Linked DNA regions of Mus musculus: region 1 is linked to region 2. A link is a contact called in public Micro-C data. All regions are on one chromosome and are shown on one strand. The core of a region is the stretch at or near the end of the contact, and the rest is flanking DNA. Distances in the headings are between cores, read along the strand shown.

What was found. A called contact is a pair of places that touch in the nucleus more often than the background predicts.
Region 1: a Micro-C map of embryonic stem cells shows a contact between it and region 2, with 2.1 times the contacts expected there. The contact joins the promoter of Ubald2 here to the promoter of Tsen54 in region 2. A contact is called at or near these places in 1 of 484 Hi-C or Micro-C datasets (embryonic stem cells) and 2 of 115 datasets of contacts at active chromatin or transcription factors (embryonic stem cells and pancreatic cancer cells).

The regions. Positions count from the first base shown.
Region 1 is chr11:116,431,603-116,438,072 of GRCm38.p6, reverse strand. Ubald2 (UBA-like domain containing 2) reads right to left here and starts at 3,979. Exons shown (of 3, transcript NM_176902.3): 1 at 3,645-3,979; 2 at 3,452-3,514; 3 at 1-79. The coding sequence starts at 3,764.
Region 2 is chr11:115,810,556-115,817,092 of GRCm38.p6, reverse strand. It overlaps Tsen54 (tRNA splicing endonuclease subunit 54), which reads right to left and starts at 2,354. Exons shown (of 11, transcript NM_029557.1): 1 at 2,274-2,354; 2 at 2,014-2,178; 3 at 1,855-1,918; 4 at 1,683-1,766; 5 at 1,297-1,395; 6 at 1-40. The coding sequence starts at 2,329. Caskin2 (CASK-interacting protein 2) reads left to right here and starts at 3,501. Exons shown (of 20, transcript NM_080643.2): 1 at 3,501-3,579; 2 at 4,711-5,206. The coding sequence starts at 5,113.

The DNA.
Region 1 (6,470 bases), core at 2,730-5,229, 620 kb before region 2:
AGGTTCGAAGCTTGGAGAACATGGCCAATGCATCAGGGAAGTTGGGTGGTGTAGCAGGGGTGTTGCTGGGGGTACACATCTGCAGGAAGAGAAGAGAGGTGTTGGTGAGACTGCAGGGAAGGCAGGATCCTGGTGCCTCTTGCCCACTGGCAACTTCAATAGGACTCAAAACCCTTATCTTCCCTGGGGCCAGTGAAGGACATGGAAGAGCAAAACCCGAGTGTGCTCGCTGCCCAAAGCTTGAAGACACCCGGCAAGGGGCATGAGACGTCAATGGTTAATTCCAACTCAAAGCTAGGGTGTCGTCGTGAAAGGACAAGGGGCAGCCCAGGACACTGCTGCCCAGCTCCTTTCCTGGCTTGGGGGAGCCAGCTGGCTTTCTCCACAAGCTACCCTTAGATGTCCCCAGGGTGTTAGGCGCCGGGGTGCAGGCCAGGGGGAGGGTCTCCTCCCTGTACGAGCCTTGGAAAAGCTGCGCTTTCTTAGAGCTTCCATTCAGGCGACTGGGCTTGGCCCCTGCCTCTCTCCACTCATCACTTCCGATGTGCGGATCTGGTTAGCTCAGTTATTCTTTCTGTAACACAGAGGAGGAGGCTGACGCCCAAGGGTCAGTCACAATTGAACATGCACCCAAGGCAGGTGTCCAGGCCCAGGCCCAGGCCCTGAAGCCTGAGCCCAGCTGCAGTCAGGGTTAAGTGCCTCCTCGGGTCTGGGCTCCTAATCCAAACACGCAACAGCCATGCCAGCTCCAGATGCCAGCGGCACACTCCTAGGAGACAGGTGGGTCAGAGCCCAGGACCTACAGGGGCTAGTTCTGACCTCAAAGCTGCTTCTCCCTCAGGAGGCCAGGGAGTCCTTTCAACTTCTCCTAATTTTAGCAGCACTGGCTCCTCCCCAAGGCACAGGGCACTGGGGGTGGGGTGCTGAGACACAGGACAGGATGCTAAAGCTTTATCATTTTAGTTAAAGCAAAGCCAGAGCCTGGGGCAGGGACCCCCCCACCCCCACTGAGGCTGTGCCACATCAGCTCTTAGGGGACTCTGAACATTGTCTGCTCCAAGGCCCTGAAGGGAAGGCCTTTGGCCTTAGGCAGGTCTGGCCCCACCCAGACACTTCCCTCCTCTCATGATTCCCTGCCCACCCCCATGACTTCTCGGCAGCAGGAAACAATGAATGGGGGGTTGAGGGTGGAGGCCAGTTGCATCACAGCATCGTGACCGACTTCCCCAGTCAACCAAGCCAGAGAGGCCAGGTCTCTTCTCCAGAGAACAGCCTAGAGGGTTAAAGGGGACTGTACCCACCTGCCTGGGGGCAGCTCAGACAGGTCTCTAGGCCTACAGCATTGGTGAAAGCAAGGCTTGAACTCCATTTCCTAAAGCCCCTCCTATAATCTCAATTCTGAGCCCCTGTCATGGCCGTTTCCCCTCTCCCTACGAATGCCTTCTTGCCCCCCCCCCCTCATACAACTGAGGACCCTTATCATCTGTGACAGCCTTCCAACTGTGGCTGGCAATCTACAGGACAATCGTTTAGCAGTTATCACCACTTTGTGTTGACTTTTCTTCATATAAAGTATTTATCTGAGACAGTATGCAGCTAGATAGCCCAGGCTGACCTAGAGTTCACAGCCATCCTGCTGCCTTAACCTCCCAAGTGCTGGCTTCAATGTTTTTATTTAAGTTTTCTAATTATTTTGTCTTAAAAACTGGACTGACTCTCAGAACAGGGCTGCTGTTCCCTACTGTGCAGGCGAGGCCTCCAGCACAGGTCCCTCCTGGGTGTGCTGATTATAACGTCTGAGTTACAAAACCAGCAGTCTCCCAAGGGAAGCTTCCAAGGAGAACACACAGACTCACAGACACTCACAGACAGACACACACACACACACACACACACACACACACACAGATTGACAAAGGTGGGGGAAGGGAGGGAATCCAGTTCAAGCTGGGGCTTGCTGGCTTCCTTGTTCCAGGCCCTTCAGCATGGCTATGCTTTTCTGAATAGTCTTGTGCATAGGAAGACACTGAGCAGGATGAAAGCAGAAGACTCCCAGGTCTAGGAAGCTGGAGGTCTGGATGGCTGGATGTAGGAGGGGGTCTTGGGCATGATGAATCCCACCTGAATTTTCTAAGAGCTTGGCCGCAGTGGCTGGGGCCCACAGCATCATTCATTTTCCAATCTTACTCCAAATGTTGAGAGCTAGTTTAAACTGAGGCAGACTCTCCTTCCTGAGCATCCCCCCTCGTTTTTTGTTTGTTTTTGTTTTTTTTTTTTGTTTTTCGCGACAGGGTTTCTCTGTGTAGCCCTGTCTGTCCTGGAACTCACTCTGTAGACCAGGCTGGCCTCGAACTCAGAAATCTGCCTGCCTCTGCCTCCTGAGTGCTGGGATTAAAGGCGTGCGCCACCACGCGGGGAGGGGGGGGGGCGGCTCGTTTTTGTCAGAAGAAAAAAGTGCTGAGAACAAGATACAGCAGAAGATCCACATGTAGTCTTGTCTCCTGGGGACAAGGACACCAAAAAAAACAAAAAAGTCCAATGGCAGATCTCTTAGGGAATAATGTTTTACCACCCCTCTCCTGGGCTCAGGCCCTCCTACACGTTTGGAGCTAATAGCTAACTAGGAGTTAGAGCAGAGAAGGGATGTGCCTGGCCTCAGGAAAGCAGGGTACCCACTGGCCAGAGGGCAAAGGCTCTAGCCTGGAGCCAAGTTGGAAGAGGACAAATCCAGGCTCCAAGAACTATTTCCTGGACTGTTTTGTTTCTTAACATACTGAGATTAAAAGAAATTCTTGGCCTCACCTTAGGTATATAAATCTGTATATCCTCCATAAAGGTTATGTTCCCTGGAGGCTTTGGAAGGGCCAGCCTACCTTTGTGGGTAGAGTTGGACTTCCGGAGCCAGGGTGGATCTATCCCTCCCCTGCTTCCTGCAGCACTGGGTGGGTGGGTGGTGTGTGTGTGTGTGTGTGTGTGCACACGGCTGTGTTTGTTGCACCAAGACACAAATCCCTACCTCAGTCGTGTGTGTGTGTGTGTGTGTGTGTGTGTTTTGCATCAAGACACAAATCCCTCAGTCCCCCACCACCCCGAAGTCCCCAAAGGTCTGGTTATCCTCGAGCCCCTTCCCCATCCTCTGCTATCAGAATCGCAACATCCTGCTGGAAGCCGTCTTCCCTTCCTTCTACCCCCACCTCCCCAACACCAAGGCCCTTACACCCAGGGCACAGCGCCCAGCACAGGGCCTCAGGCCCCGATCCAGCGGCCTGGAGGCGGGTCCCAAAGTTGGGCGAGCCAGCGCCGGCCTGGGAGCGCTCTTTCCTGGAAGACATTTTGGCTCTTTGTTTACATTCGCGGCGCGCCGCTCCCCGGCAACATGGCTGTCACCGGCGCGGCTGACAGCGACCCTGCCGCACCGAGCGCCCCCTCCGCGGCCCTGGGGAACACTTACCATCTGCGGGTGGTGGTGGCTGTTGGGAATGTTGCTTTCTTGAAAGAACGTGCTTAGGGCGGTCTGCGGACAAAATACGGGACGCAGCGGCGTGAGCGAGGCCTGGCCGCCCCGGCCCCCCCCCCCCCCGCCGCGGCCCCCCTACGCGGCCCCCGGCTCCCACGCGCGCTCCCGACCCCGGCCCGGTGCACACCTCGAACTGCCAGTGCGCCGCTTGCAGCAGCTGCTGCGCCTGATCGGCCGCGCAGCCCGCGGCCAGCACGAACTGGTTGATCATGACCTGGTGCCGCAGCTCGTCCGTGTTCACCGACATGGCGCTGGGCGGCCGCCCCGGGCTCACGCTCGCAGCTCCGCCGCCGCCCGGCGAATGTTGTGGTTCGGCTCGCGCGGCCGCGCCGACGCCGCAAACAACAGCGCGGGGCGGGGCCGCCAGGCCCAACGTTCGGGGGCCGTGAGCCGACGCCGCTGATTGGCCCACGCGCAGCCCAGCCAGCCGCCGGCTCCCACACGGACGTTCGATTCGAATCCTGCGGCGGGCCCGGCCGCTCTGTTTCTCTCCTCGCCTGGCCGCGCCCATTGGCGGAGTCGGTGCCGCGGGGGCACCCCGGCATTGGCCAGCCTCCGTGTTTTGGCTCCTCCGAGTTGGTGGTTGGCTGGGGCCGCCATCGGGAGGCGGGGCGTGATGCGCTGATTGGCCTACCGTAGGCCTGTTTGAACTCAACTCGAAAACCCTGACCGCGTTCTGATTGGTGGAGGTCATCAGTGTTTGCTGTTGTAGGCGTGGGGGTGGTGCTGGCCAAGTTCATTCATTACTTCATTGAAACTGAACATGCTCAGCTGGAAAAGCAAGACGGAGTGGCTTTGACTCATTTCCTCTGAAAGATGTGGTCATCTCGAGAAACAGAACGATCAAAATAGAAAACACACAGAACCTTCGCAGCTACTCGACTCTCAAGAGTATTTAAATTTTTAAATAGCTTCTAAACAGTCTCTCTTAAAAAAAAAAGAAAAGAAAAAGAAAACTTTTGAAACATGGCAGACAGATCCTGGGTTCAATTTCTTAACACCACAAAACAAAACAAAACAAAACAACACAAAAGAACCAGGCGTAGTGACCACATGGTTTTAATTTCAGGGCTCAGTGGGAGGTAGAGGCATTCGGATAGCTCTGAGTTCGAGGCCAGTCTTGCCTACATGGTGAGTTAGTTCCAGGACAGCCAGCAGGGCTACATAGAGAAACTCTCCAAACACACACACACACACACACACACACACACACACACACACACACACACACACGGGGGTGGGGGGGAATAGCCAGTGCCAGGGCATGCTTTGCATAATCCAGCCTCGGGGTTTAAAAACCTTATGCTTTAAAAAAAAAAAAAAAAAAAAAAGTACCTGTTTTCAGCATGAAGACATTTTCTTTGTCATTATTCCCTGATCAAGAGGACATTGATACATCTATTCACATGAAACTTACATTGTATTGGGTATTAAAGTGACCTAAAGATGATTTAAGGTACACAAGATGGTGAAGTTGGCTGGTAGGAAAAAATGACACATGGTATAAGAGCCCCACTTATCCAAGGATTCTAGACCATGGGGAGCGGGCAGGAACTGTTTCCACCCTGATCTGGAGGATCGGATTGGGAATTTACTGTGAAGGCTCCTGTTTCAGGAAGACATATACTGTTTTTCATCAGAACTAATTACAGCGAAGGTTCTAACTAGTTAGGGTGTGCAGAACAGAAGGACAGAACAGAAGAAAGCAAACCTCACTTCTATTTCTTTGCCAGTGAAGGCAGAGGCAGTGAGAGTCGCTTTCCATGGTGTGGGTGTAAAACCAGACTGGGGTTGACAAACTTGGCAGCAAGCGCCTTTACTCACTGAACTCTTTTTATTTTACCTAAAAGGACTAAATGTTCTCTTTAAGAGAACTTGCCCGTTTTTTAGAAAGTATCTAGCTAAGAATAAGGTTACAACTGATGTTTGCACACCAATGAATGCACAGCTGGCTGGAGAGCTCTCCTAGCCTACCAGAAGCCCCGGCTACCTCCCCAGCTCCACAAGAAGAGAACAAAAAGCTTTGGGCGCAAGGATGAGTTAATCTTGTTTCTTTTGTCTTCTGTTTTGTTTGTTTGTTTTGAAGGGGTAGGAGTACTATAATTATCTTTAGATATCCCCAAAACGCCCACGGGCTGAGGCTGTAAGTGTGCCTGGGAAGTCAAGTATAGACCCCCCCCCCCCAGCCGTGTTTCAGGGTCCCCTAAAGCTGTTGACACTCAACTTCTTTTATGTAGCATAGCATAACACAGCATAGCGTTTGTACATAACCCCTACACAGCCTCATATATTGTACATAACCTCTAAAATGCCTTATAATACCTAATAGAACGTAAGCACTAATAGTTGTACTGTATTGTTCAAGAAATAGGGAGGGGAAATCTGTGCATGTTTAAAAAAAGAAAAAAGTCTGTACCGATACAATTTTCTGTCCTGATATTATTTTATCACGGGTTGCTTGAATGCAGAGATGTGGTTGTGTAGGCTAGGTGGCCCCTGTAGAGTTTCAAGGTCTTTCCCTGCTCCCCCAAGGTAACTGCAAAGTGAAAATACAAAGGCACAGCCAGCAGCCTGCACTTCCAGGGATCTCGGGCCAAGAGCTGCCCTAGAACAAGGAAGCACTGTCATTGTGGGCTGCAGGTATTCACAAGTACCTACAGGTGTCCAGCATGCCGGGGCGGTGAGTAGCAAAGTCGACTTTGGACACAGACATTTTAAGAGAACGTGCCTATAGCCTCCAGGTCTTCATTAAAAAGTTCCCACACCCGCTACTATGGGGGTACATGAAGGTCTGTAATTCCCAGCATCTGGGTGGTTGAGGCGGGAGGATTAGGACTTGTAGGCTAGCCTAGGCTATGTAAAGAATTATCCAGCTCTCAAGGAAGATAAAAACTGAAAAATCTGTTGTTTCCTGGACATTAAGGCAACTAATCTCTAAGGATCAGCTAATGTT
Region 2 (6,537 bases), core at 1,105-3,604:
GACGAACCACATAGCCCAGTCTCTTCAGGTGGCTGAAGACCTTAAGGGAAGAAAAAGGGAAGTCTTAGGTGTTCTTTTTGTTTGTATGTTTGCTTGAAAGGTGCTTGCTCTGCAGCCCTAGTCGTCCTGGAGATATGCACATCAGATTGGCCTCAAGCTACTCAAAAGTAGTATTTCTCCCTCTACCTTTAAGGACTACAATTATAACACACGTCAACATGCCTGCAGAGATGTCCATCTGTTCAAATAAGTTACTAGTTTCTCTAAACACAAGTTTTAGTGACGATTCTGGGGTCTTGGCCTCGTTAAGAAACACAGAAATATTAAGACATGTTTTTGTTTTAATCCCAGGTGTGGGGACACAGGGTGCTTCGGCCCATCCACAGCAGCCGTGATTTGCTTTCTGTTCGAACAGAGCTGTGGTTTTTGCTAGCTGCAGATCGATTTTTGCAATTGTGTAATATTTGGGACTCTGGGAACTTTTCAGAGGGTACGTAAATGCTAAGGCCCCAAAAGGTGGGGTTGGTGGTTGTTGATTGTTCGGCGGAGTTGACTGCAGTTTGTCGGTAACGCTCAAAGAAGAAACGAGAGAGAAATTACACTCAGAGTCTCTCTCCCCTCTCTCCTCCTTTTTCTCCTATCGAGTGATAAGAGATGAAACCGGGGGCACAAAGGGTGGGAAAAAGAAGAACCCACAAAGTAGCAAAGACCAGTGACACAAAGCCATTTCCTCTACCACTCAAAACCTCCCTCCTATATGGCCCTAGGTTCCAAATCTTGGGACTGCATGGACCACATTCCATTTTAAGTATCATCCTCACCAGGCCTGCTGGTTCAAGGTTGTCATCCCAGCTACTAGAGAGTTTGAGCATAAACTCATGACCAGCCTGGGGTACAGAGTGAGTTCATGGCCAGCCTGTGCAATTTTGAAAGTCCCTATCTCAAAACATAAACAAGAGGGTAGGGGCTATACAGCTCAGTGCTGGAGTGTTTGCTAGCAGGCATGGGCTGCTGGCTTCACTTCCCAGAAGCACTAAAAATAAATAAGCAAATACCATCCTCAAAGGAGATTTCACTCTTTCAAGTCTATCTCCTCTTCTGGGCACACGTGTTGTTTAATAACTTATCAACAATACAAATCCCCCAAACCTGACAGTCTCCATTTGAATATAAGCCCGTGTGATCACAGGCTGTCTCACCTACAGCCCTGGCTTGTGGCTCTGTGTTCGAAGCCTCAAAGGCACCTGTCAGGACTCACTGACTTGGCAAATAAGAGTCACCTTGGGAGGCAGATACCTGGTACTGCAGGAAACTCAAGGTGTCCTCTGTCAGCAGCAGCTGGTATGCCTCTTGGATAGACAGTGGGAGGTCTTGGTAGAAGAGCTGAATCGAACCCTGGAAGTGGACCAAGAGCTTAGCTGTGTACCCTTCCTGCAGTGCCCAAGCCAGTCACCTTCTTGGCTCTGACCCTTTCCCCACACACTCAAGCATCACTGCATGACCAGGACAAACAATGAGAGGATTAGAACTCCCGCTGTCCAGTGGTATCCTCTTCTGTTCTCAAAGTCCACACATAACTTCACTGAAAACATAATTCTGAATTCCTCCTGGTCCACCAAACCGTATCCTTCCCATTCCATTAGTCGGGACCCCTTTCCCCACGCCTCCAGGACCCCACTTACACACTCCAGCAGATACAAAGCCTCTTCGGGGTGAAGTCGCTGCCGTCCTTCCTCTGAGTAGCCCATGGTCTGCCAGAATTTCCCCTGTGCGGCAGCAGACCAAGTGTCACAAAGCAGCTAAGCGGACAGAGGAAGGGGGTCCCCCAGCCGCGGAGATGCCCGGGCCGCTCACCGCAGGAGACGTCAACTCCACAAAGCCCTCTTCTGGTTTCCACTCCGCGGCCACCAAGCTGCCCCTGGCGAGGAGTGGGGAAGGGGCGTCTCGGTCTGCACGGGCAGTCCCCGGCCTCCGCCCACCCGGCCTGACCCGGCCCGGCCCAGCCCCTCTCACAGGCGCTCCACGCGCTCCTCCGCCAGCAGCTGCCACAGCTCTTGGCGACACAGGCGCAGCCGCTCCGCCTGGGCCTCCGAGCCGTCCGGGAGGAAGTCCTTGGGGCCATGCGACCGCTGTGGTAGCTTCTGGGACCGCGAGCGCGCGGCGCGGAGCTCCGAGGCGCTGGGGAGAGCCGGGAACACGTGATCAGCACAGAGGCCACCCCGCTCGCTCCCGGGTCCCACGCACCCCACGCCATCCCCCGGGCCGGGTAGCACCTGAGCACACGCCCCGCGGGAACCTCCACCGACCCGGGTTCGGGTTCGGGCTCCATCGGGCCGCTGTCTGCGGCTGCGCGCGCACCGCGAAGCCCCGCCCACCCCGGCATTCCGCGCGGTCCTAGCGCCTTCGACCCGCTCGCTCCTCGGGATCATAAAGCCACCCTCGAGCCTCGCGCCTTCCTACCTGCCCCGTGTGTGTCCTAACACCTGTCGGCACACGTGTACCCCGGGCCGCGGGACCCAGCTCGATGTGCAGGTTTCCAGATGTGCAAAAACTCACCTATTCCGTTTCCAGCGCTTCTGGGGGCTCCTCCCTTCTTTAGTATAACTTTACCTGGCTACTGGATGTAGCATGGATAATCAAATATGTTACTCTCATCTCTGCAGCCCTGAATGTCTTTGTGTCCTACCACCAGCAGGAAAGAGATGCGTAGAGAGAGGAGAGCAGTGAGCCCCCAGACACCAGCTTTGCAAACTGGAGGCCATATGGGAATGTTAGGAGTGGACCAAAGACTTATGGAGTTCCTTCACGGTGGGCCAAAAAAAAAAAATCTCTTCTTAGGGGCTCTGAAGCAGGGTTCAAAGGCCAGGGGTGGAGGCGCTGTCCGGCTCACACTGGTGCTGAATCGCCACCCCAGACTCCGAAAGCACCTCCTCGAGGCTGGGGTCCCCGCCGTGACATCCTGAGTCGCACTGACGCTCACCACTAGGTGGCACCGTTGCTCCAGCCAGCAGCTATAGGTCTCTGAGTGTGGACGAAGGTCGCTGCGGGCAACCCGGGAAAGGATGGGGCAAAGAGGAAGTGATCCCCACCCCTAGTGGGGGGGGGGGGTCCTCAGGTTCAACTGCCAAAACATCCTATTTTCTCTCCTATACATTCACACTTCACCTTTTGATCTAGACCAGAACCCAGTTCTCTCGGGATCCCCGGACAGGACACAGCAGCACGAAACCTCATCCACCCCGCCTCTCACCCGCCACTTTGCACCCCTAAGCAGCTTCACCTGCGCGCATGCGCTGATCCAACCAGTGGCTCGGCTCTGGACTGGCTGGCGGGGGCGGGGCCTAGTGAAGATGGGGCGGGGACCAGGGTGTTGATTGACAATCCAACTGTGCGGCCAGGACGGTCCCCGGCTCCCGATCCGGCGGGAGGGAGGGGGGAGGGGCGGGATTTCCTGCGGGAGGCGCCGAGCCGGCCTTGGAAAGGAGGAGAAAGGGGTTGCGGGGGACAGTGAGAACCAGAGTCCAGAGTGCCTGAGACTGAGCACAGCCAGCCGGACCCCCGGCGGGGCGGCCGGGAGAGGTGAGACTGCCGGGTCCCGGGCCAGGGGTCAGGACCCTTGAGAGCAGACGCAAACTAACTTTTCTTGTCTGATCGGCGGGCTCCTCCATCTCTCTGCTCCTTCCGCCTTCCTCGAGCCCCCCTTTTCGTTCTCCTCTATCTATTCCTCGGACGCTTGACTCTCCGGGTCCCTCTTGCCGCTTTGTTCCCGGGGTCGGCCTTATCTGGGCTTGGCTGCGGGGAGCTGCGCCGCGCTAGAGGGGCATTCCAAGGGGAGGGGGAGCCAGCCGACCCCAGGCACTGCCAGGAGCACTCTCTCCCAGTGCGGGTCGCGGGCTTTGAGGGGGAGTGCCCTCCGGCTTGGGCTTGGAACTTCTGAGGAATGAGTGGTTCCCCACCTGGGCCCCCAGGCCTGCACGAGTCTCTTGCCACAAGATTCTGGCAACAAAATCACCGCCACTGAGGAACTGACTTAAGGGTTTGTGCGGGAAGTCGAGTTGGGGTTTCAGGTTCAGGCTTGGGAGGTAGTTGGCCAGCCTGTCCAAGCTCTCTGTCCTGGATCTCTACCCAGCTGCTCTCTCCCACCACAGACGCAGTGAGAAAGGATTAGCAACAGGTGCTGTAGATCTCTCCGATCCAACAGGTAGATCTCCCCCAGAAAGTGAGGGACATAAGCACCCAGTCCACCCTCTAGGGACCTGGTAGTGAGGAGTGTGCTGCAGACACCTTGGACAGGGAGTGACCCCTACCATCTGCCCGTGCCACTCTCCCAGGCCCTACCTCCCGGCCCCGCCTGTTGTCTGTGGGTGTCAGAGCCTGGGGCTGTGGAGAATGGGCTGCTGGCCCTGCCTACACCAGTGTCTCCTGCTGCCAGGGCCCCTCCTGCCCAAGGTTGAGGTGCTGCCCAGTGCCATGGGGCATAGGCAACCCAGCCTTTCCCTCCTTGAATGCTGCCCCTCTCTTCTTTGCGAGATATATTTCTCTCAAGTACAGAAACTTCCTCCCCTCCGTTAGTGGCTTAGACTCACTCCAAGGCTCCTTGGGCATCTAGGGTGATTTGGGACTCCCTAGAGGTTCTATCTTGCTCATCTTCTCTGTCCCGGTTCCTGGCTGTAACCCAGCTTTTCATTGGATGACGTGTATCTTTTCCAGACCCTCAGGACTTGTCCCTGGCTGCTGCCTCACGCCAGAGGGAATGCTGACTGCTCTCTGGGTGGGCACTGGTGCTTCTGCGCTAACCCAGGAAGATTGGCGGGCCCAGTCCCAGCCCATTCCAGGGCTGTCGGAAGCTGCAAGCTGATCTCAGGCCAGATTTCCACACAGCCTCCACCCCACCAGGGACCGGCTTTCCTGCCTGTGGTGGCAGCTCCCAGAGCACCTTGAGGGAACTATATCTCTGCCTGACAAGAAGCCCATTGCCTGAGACACCAGACTTGTTCCCCCAGGACCAGGAGTCCTCCAAAGCATTGAGGCATGGCGAACTGACACTTGACTGGGCCGGTCCCTTGCTTCTTCCTGGACCTTGAAGTCCCAGAGCCTGACCCGGTAATCAGAATGGGTCGTGAACAGGACCTTATCCTTGCCGTCAAGAATGGAGACGTGACCTGCGTGCAGAAACTGGTGGCTAAAGTGAAGGCTGCAAAAACAAGTGAGTCCTTGGTGGGGTGGCCATCCAGCTGAGGTCCTTCTCTGAGTACTGAGGGCCACAGAGAGAGGCCGGGGTGAGGGGGAGGTGGCAGGGGGCTCACTTTGATTTGCAGACTTGAGGAAGAAGGACCGTGCTGTTGTAGACAAGAAGTGCTTCTGTATCAGAGCCAGGGAGGAAAAAGGGTCCCTTCTTGCTCTGTGTCTCCGGGCAAGTCACTTAACAGCTCTGAACCACGGAGCCCTTGCCTACAAAGGGACCGCATTGAAACACATTCAGCTCCTGCTTTTGATTGTTTATTGTATGCCAGGCTCCGTCCTAAGCTCTGGACCAGAGCAGGGAGCGAAGCCAACCAACGTGCTAGCCCTTGAGGCTGCCTGTCAGGAGATGGCTTTGTGGATGCGTTTGTTCTTCTAGCCGTGGGTCCGGAAAGTGCGTGACCACCCCCAACCCCATCCACAGACGTGAAGCAGAGCTTCCCTGTAGTTATGTCTGCACTTCATGGGGATGTCTCTAAAACCTCTTTGGAAGCAGTGGTTGGGTTTCTGCTGCTGCTGGTGGTTGCTTTGGGGTTCTGTAAGGCTTAGAACCCCAGACCTCGAACTTGCTGGCGGCATCTAGGAACTCTCAACACTCCGACCGCTACTAAAGCTCCTTTCTCCCCAGCTAATCTGCTTGTGTTCCTTGGGAGTGTGTAGCCAATGCTAATGTTCTAGAGGTTTCCACAGCCCTGAGGACTGGATCCCTGGCAGGATAGTCAGGGCTGGTTGTATGGATGGACACTTAGCTCCATCTCTTAGGACCGTCTGAGGTAACAGGACCTCTCACACACACCTCCGAGGAAAGTTGACCTCTGGGTTTAAGGCCAAGCTCCCTGGGCTCTTCCAGATCTTCAGGCTTGTCTTCAGGTCTTAATCCAGCGGGTGGTTCTTCCGGCTCCTCTGGAGATGAAGAAAGTGTTCCCTGAGAGAGGGTCACCTCTGGAGGGAGCACTGGGGTTTGAACCCCAAGACACACCTGGGTCTTACACACAGGACTCCCCAGGCTACTTGGAGACATCTTATCCCCACCTACACCTTAGTGTGCCGGTGCCAAAAGGAAAGACGTTAATGGCGTGCACCCACCTGCACAGCAGGGCGGAGACCCAAGCGTGAGGTGGAGCTGTGTGCCCCTAGGTCCTTGTGTCCTAGGGAAGTGAATGAGGGTGAGCCAGATAGGAGGAAGGTACTGAAGCGGTCGGTCTCGGGGAGAGGGCCTGAAGGTCTAAGTGCGTTGCGAGCCACTCTCCTCCCCCTCACCTCTCTGTTGCTTTTGGCCACCTGCCCGGTGGGGCC